Linked DNA regions of Macaca mulatta: region 1 is linked to region 2. A link is a contact called in public Hi-C data. All regions are on one chromosome and are shown on one strand. Each heading gives the region's core, a stretch centred on a gene start, on an enhancer-like site or on the middle of the called end of the contact. The rest is flanking DNA. Distances are from core to core; before and after follow the strand shown. Region 1 overlaps OSBPL9 (oxysterol binding protein like 9). Region 2 holds the start of RAB3B (RAB3B, member RAS oncogene family).

Evidence for each region. A called contact is a pair of places that touch in the nucleus more often than the background predicts.
Region 1: a Hi-C map of cortical neurons shows a contact between it and region 2, with 5 times the contacts expected there. The contact joins the enhancer-like site here to the promoter of RAB3B in region 2. A contact is called at or near these places in 4 of 14 Hi-C or Micro-C datasets (blood, cortical neurons, fetal cortex germinal zone and 1 more).

What each region holds. Positions count from the first base shown.
Region 1 is chr1:188,997,849-189,004,908 of T2T-MMU8v2.0, forward strand. The region is part of intron 2 of OSBPL9 (oxysterol binding protein like 9); the gene reads right to left. Among named protein-coding and RNA genes, the nearest start is that of OSBPL9, 47 kb to the right of the region's middle. Within about 2 kb of position 4,738, at least 2 of the 40 cell types and tissues checked have an H3K27ac peak or open chromatin away from gene starts, as enhancers often do. A contact at or near this core is called in cortical neurons, where this site is marked.
Region 2 is chr1:188,660,504-188,668,086 of T2T-MMU8v2.0, forward strand. It overlaps RAB3B (RAB3B, member RAS oncogene family), which reads left to right and starts at 5,089. Exons shown (of 5, transcript NM_001266792.2): 1 at 5,089-5,178.

The sequences.
Region 1 (7,060 bases), core at 3,488-5,987, 340 kb after region 2:
CACAGATCTCCAATGACCACATTACTACTCTAGTTTTGTTGTACAGAACTTCTCTGGAGGCCAGGCGCAGTGGCTCACGCCTGTAATCCTAGCACTTTGGGAGGCCGAGGAGGGCGGATCACCTGAGGTCAGGGGTTCAAGACCAGCCTGGTCAATATGTTGAAACCCTGTGTCTACTAAAAATACAAAAATTAGCCGGGCATGGTGGCGCATGCCTGTAATCCCAGCTACTCAGGAGGCTGCGGCAGGAGAATCGCTTCAAGGCAGAGATTGCAGTGAGCCAAGATCACACTACTGCACTCCAGCCTGGGTGACAGAGCGAGACTCTTAAAATAAATAAATAAATAAATACAAAACATTTCTCTGGAGCACCTGTTGCCCTGTTGCTGCTACAGAAACATTCTCTCTGCATACTTTAGATAGTCTATATGGAAGAAAACATTACTTTCTGGGCCTTTGCACTTTCCCCTCTCTAACCGAAGGCTCTTTGAAGACTCGAACCTAGCTAAGTCTCCTACTCCAATCAGGTCTTGTCATGATCCTGAGCATTATTCAATGTATATATGCACAACTGATCTGATGTTCTGGTCTCTCAGTTTCTTGATTTGTTGAATGACTCAAATGAACTACATTGCTATTCTCCGTCAGTCATTTCCTATGACAAAAACCCTACACTCACACTGTCCAATATAACAGCCATTGGCCACATACTGGGTATTTAAGTTCTAATTAAAGTTAAGCAAAAATTTAAAATAAGTCCCTCAGGCTGGGTGCGGTGGCTCGCGCCTGTAATCCCACCACTTTGGGAGGCCAAGGCTGGCAGATCACCTGAGGTCAGGAGTTCAAGACCAGTCTGACCAACATGGAGAAACCCCATCTCTACTAAAAATACAAAATTAGTTGGGCATGGTGGCGCATGCCTATAATCCCAGCTACTTGGGAGACTGAAGCAGGAGAATCACTTGAACCCAGGAGTTGGAGGTTGCTGTGAACCGAGACTGCGCCATTGCACTCCAGCCTGGGAAACAAGAGCGAAACTCTCTCTCAAAAATAAATAAATAAATTAAATAAGTCCCTCAGTCACACTAGTCATATTTCAAATGTTCAACAGCCACTTGTGGCTGACTGTGAAACTGAACAGCACAAATACAGAACATTTTAATCACTGCAGAAAGTTCTGTTGGATAACACTGCCGTGAATCTTATCATCACAGAGCACTAAACCACAGTAAATAGTTAATGCTGCCAGCTATTGAACTGAACTCATTTTCATGAGTAAAGCATTATACTAAGCATTTTACACATACTATCTCACCTGAAAATAACACTACACTGAAATGTAACATATATACAAATCATAAGTGTACAAGCTCAATGAACAGAAGAGCTCCCCTTGTAACACTTCCTAATCATTAACCCAACCCTCCATTCCAAAGATAAATACTATCCTTAGCTCTAATATATTAAATTAGTTTAGTCTTTGAATTTATTTATTTATTTATTTATTTATTTATTTTTGAGACAGAGTCTCACTCTGTCACCAAGGTTGGACTGCAGTGGCGTGATCTCAGCTCACTGCAACCTCCGCCTTCCAGGCTCAAGTGATATTTGTGCCTCAGCTTCCCGAGTAACTGGGATTACAGGCATGCACCACCACACACCCAGCTAATTTTTGTATTTTTAGTAGAGACAGCATTCACCATGTTGACCAAGCTGGTCTCAAACTCCTGGCCTCCAGTGATCTAGCCTCTCAAAGTGCTGAGATTACAGGTGTGAGTCATCATGCCTGGCCCTGTCTTTGAATTTTATACAAATGGACTCATACCACTTATTTTTCTTTGTGTCTGGCTTCTTTCATGCACCATGTTTGTAAGATTCATCCATACTGTTGTATGAAACAGTAGTTTGTTCATTTTTATTGCTATATATATCATTCCTCTTATAGATCCACAATGATCAATTCCATTGTGGATGGACATTTATGTTCTTTTCAGTTTTACATTATTAGAATAAAGCTCCTATGAATATTCTTATTCAAATCTGTTGTTATACATATATTTATATTAAATACAGATCTAGGAGAGTAAATTTCCTTGGTCACAGGATATGCATATATCAGTTTTAGAGATACTATCAAACGGTCCTCAAAAGTGATTGTGTCAACTATACTCCCATCAGCGGTATACGACAGTTTCAACTGTTCCACTAACTTCACTAACACTTTTTTACCTTACGTATTCTCGGCAAGTAAGCAGTGACATTTCGTACTGGTTTTAATTTCCACTTCCCTAGTAACTGACAAGGTTAAGTATCTTTTCATGGTTTCTGACCATTTGAATATCCTCTTTTGTGAAATAGTTTGTTTCTTCTCCATTGACAAGACTGGACTATCTTTTTCTCATTACTTGTAGTTCTTTCTATATCATGGGTATGAGCCCTTCAATGGTTATAAATTAAGCAAGTATCTACTTCTACTCTGTTGCCTGCTTTTGCACTCACATAATGATATCTTTTGATGAAGAATTCTTAACTTTAAAGTAGTACAATGTATTGACTTTCCATTTTATAGTTCTGCTTTCTACATCTCCTTTAAGAAGTCTTTCCCAGTCCCAAGGCTATGAAAATATTCTCCTACATTATCTTCCGGAAGGCTTTACATTTGGATATCAGGTAGAGTAAATCCTCCAATTTAAAAAAATTTTTTTAAATAAATAAACATCATCAACACAGTCATAGCTAGCCATCCCCAAAGGGGCAGATGAAAGCAAATCACCATTTCTACTGGGTTCTGTATGCTGGCTGAGAAGGCAGGAATCAGGAATGGATATTCTTGGCTCTTTATAAATTTTTAGTCAGCTACACACATTACACATACACACACACACACACACACACACAAACACTTGCCAGCATAATGACTCAAATGACTGGAAATAAACTGGGATTTGCCAGTCTAAATAAATAGACTGCCATTTATTTAGGCATTTTTTAATTTCAATAATGTTTATCATTTCCTGAGTAGAGGTCTCACTCATCTTTTGTTAATATTTATTCCTAAAAATTTGATGCCTTTTGATGCTATTATAAATGTTCTCCATTTCAAAAAATTCATGTTCTCATTGCTAGTTGTCAGTATACAGAAATATCATTGATTTTTATATAATAACTTTGTATCCGGTTATCTTGCTAGATTCAATTCTCAATTATAATAGCTATATCCATAGATTCTTTTGGATTTTCCATATGCTCAATTGAGTTGCTGTGAATAACAGTCTTATTACTTCTACTCCAAGCCTTATACCTTATATGTCTTTTATTGCTTTATTCATTGGCTAGGACTCCCAACAACAAAAGCAGTCATTGGGTAAAAATTCTAAACCTTCCTGCTATGCCCTCCCACCTGAAGACTCACTTGCATCTAAACCCAGCATGCTTCCTTTCCACTTATCATAATGAAAAAGGCATCCATTCTTCTATCTAAAACCCAGTCCTTCCACACTCATGCCCCATATCCCTGCCAATTTTCAATTTCTGTCTCTCTCTTCCTGGTCTCTATTTCTCTTCTCGGTCTCTCTCTCTCTCTCTTTCTCTCTTTTTCCCAACTGCATTTACACATACTCAAGACTCAAGTCTTTACACTCTTTAGCAGCAGCCCTTTTCAATTCCATGTCTTCATCTAGCAATTGGCTAGCCTCTCTCATTCCCTTTTAGTCAAGATTATTCAGCTGTCCAATCCTTAGTTTATAATTTATTTTAATCTTCTATTCCTTGAAGGATACGTTACACATCAAGATGACCTTCACACAAGGTGACCATACGACCTGGTTTGCCTGGAACAATCCTGGATTATTCCTGTTGCCCTGACTCAGTAATGAATAGATCCCCCTTTCATTCTCAAGCACTTCTGGCTTAAGGGATGTGGTCACTTTCCGCCACAGCCTAGCCTACAAGGCCCTTAGTGATTTGCTCCATGCCTACCTCTCTATTCTACACTTAAATAGCTTAAGGTTTACCAATTGCCCCAAGTTCTCTCCTACCACCATTTTTTGCACATGTTCCCTCTGCCTGAGACATCCTTCCTCTCCCTTTATCTGGGTCTAGAGTACTTTTTTGTTTATATCTGGTAGAGCAAAAATTCCTTTGATAATATATATATGAAATGGTGTTCTGTTGTTAAGAAAAGTTATTTGTTATACTAACCCACAAAAATACCAATGTTTTTCTTTCAACTCCACTTTTATGACTCCCATTATGCCAACATAATAAACATATATATCTTTCAGTGACCTCTCATGATTTTTTTCTGAAGGTTTCAGATGGTCAACTTCTTAAAGTTCTATCAGTACTTGAGGTCAACAAAGTGCCTGTTGCTCCAGGGTCACACTATCAAGGCACCAAACAGAAACTAGAGCTACACAATCTTGTCCTACTGGATGAATATGCTGACTTTCCCTCTTTTCCTTTTTTTTTTCTATACACACAGACATACTTCAGACATGAATCATCATTCTGATGCCAAAGACAGAAAGATAGTTTTGCTCTCATGGCTTGAGAGGGAAAAAAAAGAAAGAAACAGAATTCTGGCTATTTTGGGGCCAATCTCCCTTTGCAAAAAGAAGAGAAAAGTAGGCTAGTGAATTGGTTCCAAAAATAATTAAAAAGAATGATGACTCCTCTGGGACACAGATTGCTCACAGGCTCCTAAAAGGAATGTAGACAGTGCTAAGAATACACAGCATAGCTACTCCCATTATAACTCCACAACCACATACTTTTCATCACTGCTTAAATGACACTGGAAGTCTACTTACATTCACATGGTGCAATTAAATATGGTCCCTGAGATTTAGGCAGAACAGATCATTACTCTTTTTTAGAGATTAAGAAACTGGGACTCAAGTTTAAAAAAAAATTTTTTTAAGTTTGCCAAAGGTCCAACAACTAAAATGGAGAAGAATTCTAGGTCTTGCAAACCCTGATTTAAAGCCTGTTCTTAACAGGACATGGTGACAGTAAACAATATTCACTAATTACTTCAACAAACTTACTAAATACCTATTCTGGACCAAGAACAGTAACAGCCAGGGGATACAAAACATGTCTATGCCCTGGAGGAACATATGGTCTAGAGAGGAGTGAGAGAATCAATAATATAGCAGGGAGCAGAATGGCTTGAGGTTCAACCTGCTCACTAAAGAAGACGCTGCATGGAGGACCTACTTTAGCATCATTCATTCATTGATTCAACGAGTATTTATTGAATTTTTAGGCACTGTCCTAGATGCCAGTAACAGATTGGTAAACAATTTGCTTTGCTTTTGCATTCAACATTTTACCTTCTTGTTCCCCCTTACATGAATTGAAAGTATGTAACTTGTCTACATTTTGAGTATTCTTTTGTCTTTTTTACCAATTTGTATGCATTTGGGGGGATTTTTTTGTCTTCTTTATTAATATGCAGGAGTTATTTATATATACACGGAATATTAATCCTTTGCCAATTGATGTAAGTATTTTCTCTTCTGTCCATGAGTTGTCTTTTCCCTTTTACTGTGGTATCTTTTTTTGTTCAAAGGTTTTAAATTTTGAATGTTGTCAAATCCACAAATATTTGCCATTGTGGTTTATGCTTTCTGCTCTATCTCGACATCATAAAGATATCACCTATGCTTTTTTTCTAAGTTTAAAATTTCATTTTATACCTCTTATACATCTGAAATTTGTTTTTGTGTATCACATTGGGTAAAGAGTAATATTCTTTTTTTCATATGGACACCCAATTGATCCAGCTTCATTTACAAAGTGATAATGTCTGATTTGTAATGCTCTATCATATACCAAATTTCCAGCTTATTCCAAGGCCCAAATCCAAATGGTTCTGTTTTTCAGCTTTCTCTTCCATTCCACTAATCTATTTCTTTCTCTTATAACACCACCATACCATTTTAATTACCATAGTTTCATTTAAAAACCTTAATATCTGGAGCGGCAAGTCCACCAACACCTTATTCTTTAAAAATATCTCTCCACTTTCCCAAATTTTAAATGACTTTTAGAATCACCTTGTCAAGTTCTTTGATAGTCTAATTTTGTTGATGTATACTTTTTTGAGAAATTATCCATTTTTCATGTAAGCTTTCAAATTTATTGGCAACATATATTTGTAGCAGCTTCCTGCCAATTTTTCATCTCTACTATTATGTACTTATCTTTTTCCATTCTTAATATTATTTGTGCCTTTGTTTTTTTCCTCCCAATCTAACGGGGGTTTATTTTATTACTGTTCTCACAGAATCACAGTTCAGTTTGTTTATGCTCTCTACTGTTTATTTCCCATTTCATTAGTGTATTCTTTTTGTTATTTTCTTCTTTCTATTTCCTCTGCTATTACTTTTCTTTTCCTAATTTTAAAAATGTAATGCTTAGATCATTAATTCTCAATCTGTCTTGTAATATATTCATTTAAGATTATAAATCATAGACTTCCATAGATGCAGTTTTAACATGTGGTTTTCTCATTATTGTTCAGATTTAGATATTTCACGATTTCTATTATGATTTCTACTTTCACCAATGAATCATTCAGAAGTATATGTCTGAGGTGGGTGGCTACTGTTTCGTCAAGGACCCTTTAGAATTTCTAATTTATTCCATTGTTGTCAAAGAATGTTATCTATGTGATACCGTGTCTTTGGTATTCTCTTTTTCCATAATAATTTAATTTATTTTCTTAGTATTCTATGTCTGACATTAATTCTGTTTCCCAGCTTTCTTATGGTTAGCACTTGCCTGGAATATATTCTCGCATCACTTTCTCTTTCATTTAATTTTTAATTTGTAATTATGAAATAGTATAAACATTCATAAAATATAGCACTAATGACATCTACGTACCAATCACAGAGGTTAAATAGATGTTTACATCTTGCCCAAGGGAGGATATTTTCAATATTAAATTCATAGAGAAGGGAAAGAGCTTACAAAAAGGCTACTGAATTGACAAGAAAAGCCAGAATGAATAGAGTGACTTTTCACAGTGAAATGACAAGACAATTGATAA
Region 2 (7,583 bases), core at 3,839-6,338:
GTGAGCCACCGTGCCCGACCTGTTTATTTTTTAAATATAGAGACAGGGTCTGTCTGTGTTGCCCTGGCTGGAGTACAGTGGTTATTCACAGGCATGATCCCACTACTGCAGATCTCCATGACCAGCACAGAAGTTCTGACCTGCTGTTTCTGACCTTGGCTGGTTCACCCCTCCTTGGGCAACCTGGTCCCACACTACCGGGAATTCACCATATTGATGCTGAACTTAGTGAGAACACCTGATCTGCATAATGCACTATAGCCCAGAATAGCTGAAATCATCCACCCGCCTCAGCCTCCTGAGTAGCTGGGACTACAGGCAGGTGCCGCCTTGCCCTTGCAGGACTCTTAATCACAATGGTGTTTGCTGGGCAATCAAAATATAATTCTAGATCTAGTAGAAAATGCCCTGGCCTTAGAGTCAGACAGACCTGCTATCTGGCTCTGCCACTTACCGGTTGTACTTTCTCAATTGTCTTGCCTTGTCTACGAAAAAGGGATGATAATCTATAACTTGCATAATTATATTGAGGGTTAAATGAGATAAAAGATGCAAATAATCTTAGTGTAATTTAAGGATTCAATGAATATAATTGTTAACTAATCTGAGCCAAGACAAAAGGTAGAATTTTGTCTTCATTCAGGGGCCGGGTGCAGTGGCTCACACCTGTAATCCTAGCACTTTGGGAGGCCAAGGCGGGCAGATCACCTGAGGTCAGGAGTTTGGGACCAGCCTGACCAACATGGAGAAACCCTGTCTCTACTAAAAGTACAAAATTAGCCGGGTGTGATGATGCATGCCTGTAATCCCAGCTACTCAGGAGGCTGAGGCAACAGAATCATTTGAACCCAGGAAGCAGAGGTTGCAGTGAGCCGAGATCGTACCATTGCATTCCAGCCTGGGCAACAAGAGCACAACTCCATCTCAAAAAAAGAATTTTGTTTTCCTTGCCATTCTTACTTGGGCATTTGGATCTGGAAGTGAAGACAGTCCAGTATAATTTGATTTGTGTTGTTCTTCCCTCAGGTGGTTACCTTGGTCAATAAGAAGGTAGCTTATGGGGGCATAAATGATACAACCCGAATGTCAGATGTGGCCTCTCTGCCTCATTTTTTTTTTTTTTGAGACCAAGTCTGACTCTGTTACCCAGGCTAGAGTGCAGTGGTGCCATTTTGGTTTACTGCAACCTCTGCCTCGTGGGTTCAAGTGATTCTCCTGCCTCAGCCTTCCAACAGGCACCTACCACCACGCCGGATAATTTTTTTGTATTTTTAGTAGAGACGGGGTTTTGCAATGTTGGCCAGGCTGGTCTCAAACTCCTCACCTCAGGTGATCTGCCCACCTTGGCCTCCCAAAATGCTGGGATTACAGGTGTGAGCCATTCTGGCCGCTTTTCTGCCTCTTTAAGATCCAAATGCAATGGGCTTGAACCTCAATATTCACATTTCCCGACTCATGTAGGTGCGAAGTCCTACACAAGTTTTTATAAGTTCCACAAGGGCTTGTGGTCTCTCACAGTTACCTCTGCTTCCAGTCTCCTTTGTCAACTGAGACCTAACAAAGCACATTGCTCAACTCCCTACTCATGCACTCTCACAATTCCCCTCTCTTAAAAAGCATTCCTGGGTGTAATAGCCCTTCCTGAAGCCTTGAGAGTCACATAGGATGGTCACGTCCTATGTGTAACAAACAACTCATCCCATTTTAGGCATTCCACTGCTGAAACACTCTTGCCAACATACCATGGGAGAGTTTCTTCTGACTTTTTACCTATGTAGCACCTATCCTTACATTGATTTTCTTACTCATCTTTTTCCTGTTCTCCTCCAATCTCTCTCTATTAACTTGCCCTCTCATTTTGTCAAGTGAATTCCAAATTCTCCTCCCCCCAACCCTCCCACACCCAACCTTTTTTATTTTTTATTTTTTTTGAGATGGAGTTTCATCTCAAATGGGCTGGAGTGTAATGGTGCAATCTCGGCTCACTGCAACCTCCGCCTCCCGCTACCCCTAATTTTTTTTGTGATGGAGTCTTGCACTGTCGCCCGGGCTGGAGTGCAATAGCACAATCTAGGCTCACTGAAACCTCTGCCTCCCAGGTTCAAGTAATTCTCTTGCATCAGACTCCCGAGTAGCTGGGAGTACAGGCACCCACCGCCACGCCCGACTAATTTTTGTATTTTTAGTGGAGAGAGAGTTTTACCATGTTGGCCAGGCTGGTCTTGAACTGGCCTCAGGTGATCTCAAAGTGCTGGGATTGCAGGCATGGGCCATCATGCCCCACCTACTACTCCTACCGCCTTTTTAAATATAGAGAGCAAATTCTTCTCCCAAAGTTACATATTCACACTCATCAATTGAGGCCCCAAGCAGGACAAAAGGACCTTCTGTGCATTGGGATCTGTTATTCCTGGAAGAGTGTTGTGGTTTAAAAATAGCACTTTTTTTTTCTGTTATACGAAGCACAGTGTTTCCTATTTATCGAATGCTTACTGTGTGCCTAGCACTCTATCAAGTCCTCTGCAGTAGCTCGTGTTCTCATTTGGTCTTCCCAACAACTCTGAGAAGCAGATCTTATTATTGCTCTTTCTACAAATGAGGAATGGGTGTGCGTGTGAGAGAAATGAGGTAATTGGCATAAGATCACACAGTAAGCAAGGACTGAAGACCAGGTCTGCCTGGCCCCAAGCCTGTGTGTGCCCTTTCTAATTTACTACACCACCTTTCAGGGGAGGGAGAAGGAGAAAGCAACCAGAAGAACTGAGACTACATAAAAGCAATACCATCTGTTCTCATATTGTCTCACAACTTTAAAAGGATGGCTCTATATGCTATCTCATTATTCCTGGGAAGACAGAATAATCATTATCAACTTATCTATTTCAAAATGAGGAAAGTAGGGCCTTGTGGGAGAAAGGGAGTGAGGGAGCAGTTCAGTGTAGCATGTCTGATTTTGCTATTACAGAGGTACCAGCAGTGGGTGATTAAGAGCTCAAGAGTGACCATGGGAGCTGGTGGCCAAGGTGATGTGGAGGCCAAGGACTGAGGGACAAGGAACTCCCATAGCTACTGAAGTCACCAGGAGGATGGCAGGACAGGAGCTTGTGAGGATGACCATGAGCCAGGGGCTGCAATCTTTAATGCATAAGGAGCAATTGGGTGTCAGTGATGAGGAGGGGTTGAGGTGGGTATGGCTGGAGAGTACAGGAGAAATAATTTTTGTACAAGGGTGGAAATGGCCAAGCCGACCCCACATCCTGGTTTTATAGTATATGGGGAGTGGAAAAGTGAGAAGCCTTCTAGCAGAGGGCAGCAAAGGAGGCAGTACCTGGAAGATGCTCAGGCAAAGAAGTCATCTGAGTACTCTGAAGAAGTAGAGAGTATATGAGAGTTTGTTGACAAAAGAACAGGATTCTAGAAGGCATAGAGAAAAGGGCCGGCAGTGTGGTGGGCAGTGTGAGTGAAAGGCCTTGGCAAGAAGCTCAGAAGAGTAAGCGTCTGAGACAGAGGCCAGACAAGTAGAGGAGCTGTCAGCTTGGGTGGTTCCTAGGCTGGAGATGTACACTGTAGACAGGGTCATAATGGAACTTGGGGGGAAAATGGTTTTGGTATTTGACTTAGACGTCTAAGATCTGAGATGGGGGAGAAGTGTGAGGAAAGACGATTCTAGACCAAGCTGTCAGCTGGCTCCTGTGACCTCAGGAAGACTGGAAGTCCACATCAGGATTTGAGGGTGGGGCGTTAATTGCCTCCTGTATCTGCCTCCTCTGGTGGAAGTGGGACTTTCTAGGGCCGGGCCAGGCAAGAACATTTTCCTACACCTGTTGACAGCCTCCTGGTAATGGGAAACCATTGAGAGATTTTCGTTTGTTTGTTTTTTGACAGAGACTGTCTCTGTTTCCCAGGCTGGAGTGCACTGCTGAAGTACAGTGATCTTGGCTCACTGCAACTTCTGCCTCCTGGGTTCAAGTAGTTCTCCTGCCTCAGCCTCCCAAGTAGCTGGGACTACAGGCATGGGCCACCATGCCTGGCTAATTTTTGTATTTTTAGTAGAGTCGGGGTTTCACCATGTTGGCCAGGTTGGTCTCGAACTCCTGACCTCAAGTGATCTGCCCACCTCGGCCTCGCAAAGTGCTGGGATTACAGGCTTGAGCCACCGCGCCCGGCCAAGAGTTTTCTTAAACAAGGTTGATAGTAACATGGTGACATTTTTTAAAGGGTTGCTCAGGCTTGTGTCAAAATGATTTTGGTATCTGACTCAGAATGAGTGGGACCAGGAAATCTCATAGCTACTGAAGTCACCAGGAGGATGGCACAGAACAGGGGCTAGTGAGGATGACCATTAGCCAGGGTCTGCAATCTTTAATGCATAAGGAGCAATTGGGTGTCAGTGATGAGGAGGGGTAGAGGGTGGTATGACTGGAGAGCATAGGAGAAATAATTTTTGTACAAGGGTGGAAATGGCCATGCTGACACCACCTCTTGGTTTTATAGGATGAATTGGAGGGTGAAGGCAGGAATTAAGAAGCTGTTGCATTAGTCCGAGCAACAAGTGATGATGCCGGAGTCAGAACAAGCGCAATGGAGACACAGAGGCAGGGCAGGGATATGTTAAGGCGGTGGGATGTGGGGTGTGAAGGAAGCACAGATAAGGTAGAGGACAGCGTCCAGGTTTCTGGCTTCGTTTCCGCTTGTAGTCAGCCTCCCTCCCTGGGCTTTTATGAAGACGGAGCGATAGAACGGACCAGAAAGCAGTTTGGAAACGGCAAAACTGTTACCCATCATTAGCTACAGTATCATCAAAGCTCTCTAATTACCCTAGTAAGTTCAGTCAATGGAACGAGGCATGACAATTAAGATAAATCACGATAGTCACCCAGATATGGGGGACCTGGAGGTCCTAAGTAACCTCGGATTCCTTACACCTGCTAGACGTTGAGGGGCGGGGCGAACACAGACTCCGCCCCTGGGCGGGGCCTGGACGCGGCCGGAGAAGAGCGGCGCTGGAGCTGGAGCCTCATCCCTCAGGCGCCTCCGTGAAGACAGGACCGGACCCGACCCGCCCGCAGTGCCCCGCAGAGCCCTGCCCCGGCCCCCTCCGCTCCCTCCTGCCGCCAGGTCCTACTGTCCCGCCGACCTTACGGGAGCGAACCCGTCGTCCCGCACTCGGAGTCCGCGGTAAGGGGCGCGGCCCGGGCAGCCCGCCCGCGGAAGATCAGGGACCGATCCCCGGCGCGCGGCGCTGGGCACCGAGAGCGGGCGCCGAGAAGGAGCACGGGGCAGCGGAGGGGAGCCGGGGGAGGAGCGAGGGAGGGGGCTCCGCGGCGGCAGAGGTGGGGCTCGCCTAGGGAGGGAGCGCCGAGGGGGTCTCCCGGACCGTGGGGGCAGCCAGGGGAGCTCCAAGGGCGGGAGAGGAGCAAGAAAGACGGCGCTGGGGCTGGGAGGAGAGATGGGGGCAACTGGAGGGCAGCGAGGGATTGCGGGGGGGAAACGGGAGCGTGGGGGGCGAGGCAACTGCGAGGAGGGCGGAGAGGGGCTGTGCGGAAAGGGGGTACCGGGCAGCCGAGAGGCAGCGAACGGGGCGCTGAGGGAGAGGATTGAGGGGTGCTAGAGCGGGGGCGCGGGGGAAGGCGTGGAGGTGAGGAGCTGAGGGGAGGGGACTGGCTGGGTGGGGGTCGTTTGGAGCTGGAGGGGACTCAGGGGCTGAGGGGAAGGGGCGCTGGGCAGCTGGGGAGCATCCCTGGTGCCCTGGTCGGGAGAGGGTCGGGGGTGGGGGATGTGGGTATGGATAGCTGGGATGGGGAAGGGCAGCAGGGCAGTGTCTGGTCGAAAAAGGGTCATTTATGGGGGATGTGGGTAGGGATAGCTGGGGTCGGAGGTGAAGCCCAGCTGGGGACCAGCGTGGGGATAACTGTAGATGGAAGGCGAGGGGTGGGGCTTGGGGGCGGGAAGCCTGGGAGAATGGAAGGGTGAGAGGCCAGGCTGGGTCTACCCAGCTGCAGAGGAAGGGGGCAGGGAGGTGGTGGAGACAGAGGGAAGTGGCCTTGGAAATGGACACAGGGGCCTATATTCTGGTCAGGAGTGGGGAGGAGGCTCTGGAATAGAGTAGGGTCTGGCGGCTGCGAGTGGAGGAATCGTGAGAGAACCCGGAGGGTATAGATAGGGTGGTGGAGCGCTGGGTCAGGCTGGAGAGGAGGCCAGGTGTGGGTTGTGGTGTAATAGTGGAAAGATAATGGGGATTGAAGTGGGGCCCAGGCACTAGCGGTGTCTTGGCCACTCAGGAGTCCAAGGAGGGGACCCAGGCACTGGACCTTGTTATATGGGCACCAGGGGTCACAGAAAATAAGAGAATCATGGACAGAAAAAGTCATTCAACTCTGTTCTGTAGTCCCAACGTGGAAGGAACTTTGGAGAGGGTAGAGCAGCAGCCTTTGGAAGCTAAGAGAGATATGGAGGGGGTGGGAGAAAGATGGGCTCTCAAAAAAACAAAAAAAAAACCCAAAAAACAAAAAACCACACACACACACACACACACAAACAAAACAAAAAAAAAAACCCAAACACAACAAGATGGGCCCTCTTCCCCCAGCTTCCTGGAATCCAGATGGAAAGGGGTGGGAGACAGTAAAAGGAGAGGGTGTGTGTGTGTGTGCACAGGTGGGTGCCCACCTGTTCTGTGCCTATAAACAGAGGAAGACAATGGAAGCTGTGAAAGTCCCTATATATAGAAGTGGAAAGCCCTGGTGCTGTGGGAGCCAGAGAAGAGGCATTCTTGGGGAGGTGGGTGGGTTGGAGAAGGCTTTCTGGTCATGAAGGATTTAGCTAGCAGTGGAGGAAAGTGTGTTCCTATCAGAGGAAACCGTATGGGAAAAGGCAAAAATCTAAAAGCATCTCCAGTCCAAGAAATAAATCTTCAGTTTCTTAAAGATTATGACATGAAGGGAGGCATCAGTAAAAAGTTAAATAGGTTTCCCCTCTGAGCTTTCAGCTCCTAGAGTTTCTCTCCATCTCCCCAAAGTATAGCACAGGGCCTGGTACATAGTAGGTGCTTAGTGAATGTTGATTGAATGAATAATTGAGCTGTGGTGGTGCTCCTGCCTCAAGTTCTTCATCCATTTCCAAGAATTTTTGTGAGAATCAAATAGTATAATGTAGGTGAAAAGAACTTTGTAAACTGTAAAACACTGTACAAAGAGAGAGGACACTGATGTTATTCTGCAGGTGTGCCTCTGTTCTGTCAGTAGACACACCCATGGCTATCTCTTTCCAATCTGGAGGAGGAAGGAAATGAATATCAAGCATCTGTTGTGTGCAAGATGGAATGCATTGAAAGCATCTTGTAGAATGCTTGACATTTATTAGGTGCTCAATAAATGGTAGCTGTTATGATATTGTTTCTGTAGCTCTAAGATACCTGGGAAAACAATGAAAAGGTGGTGATGGGTTAGCAGTGAGGAATGATCTAAAGACAGATTGAATTAGAAAAGGAGAGTGTGGCTTAAAGGAGGAGGATGAGGTCCACATTTGCCCAACTCCCTCATTATTCTCACTGAAATGCTTCAAGTAGGAAGACAGGGAATTAC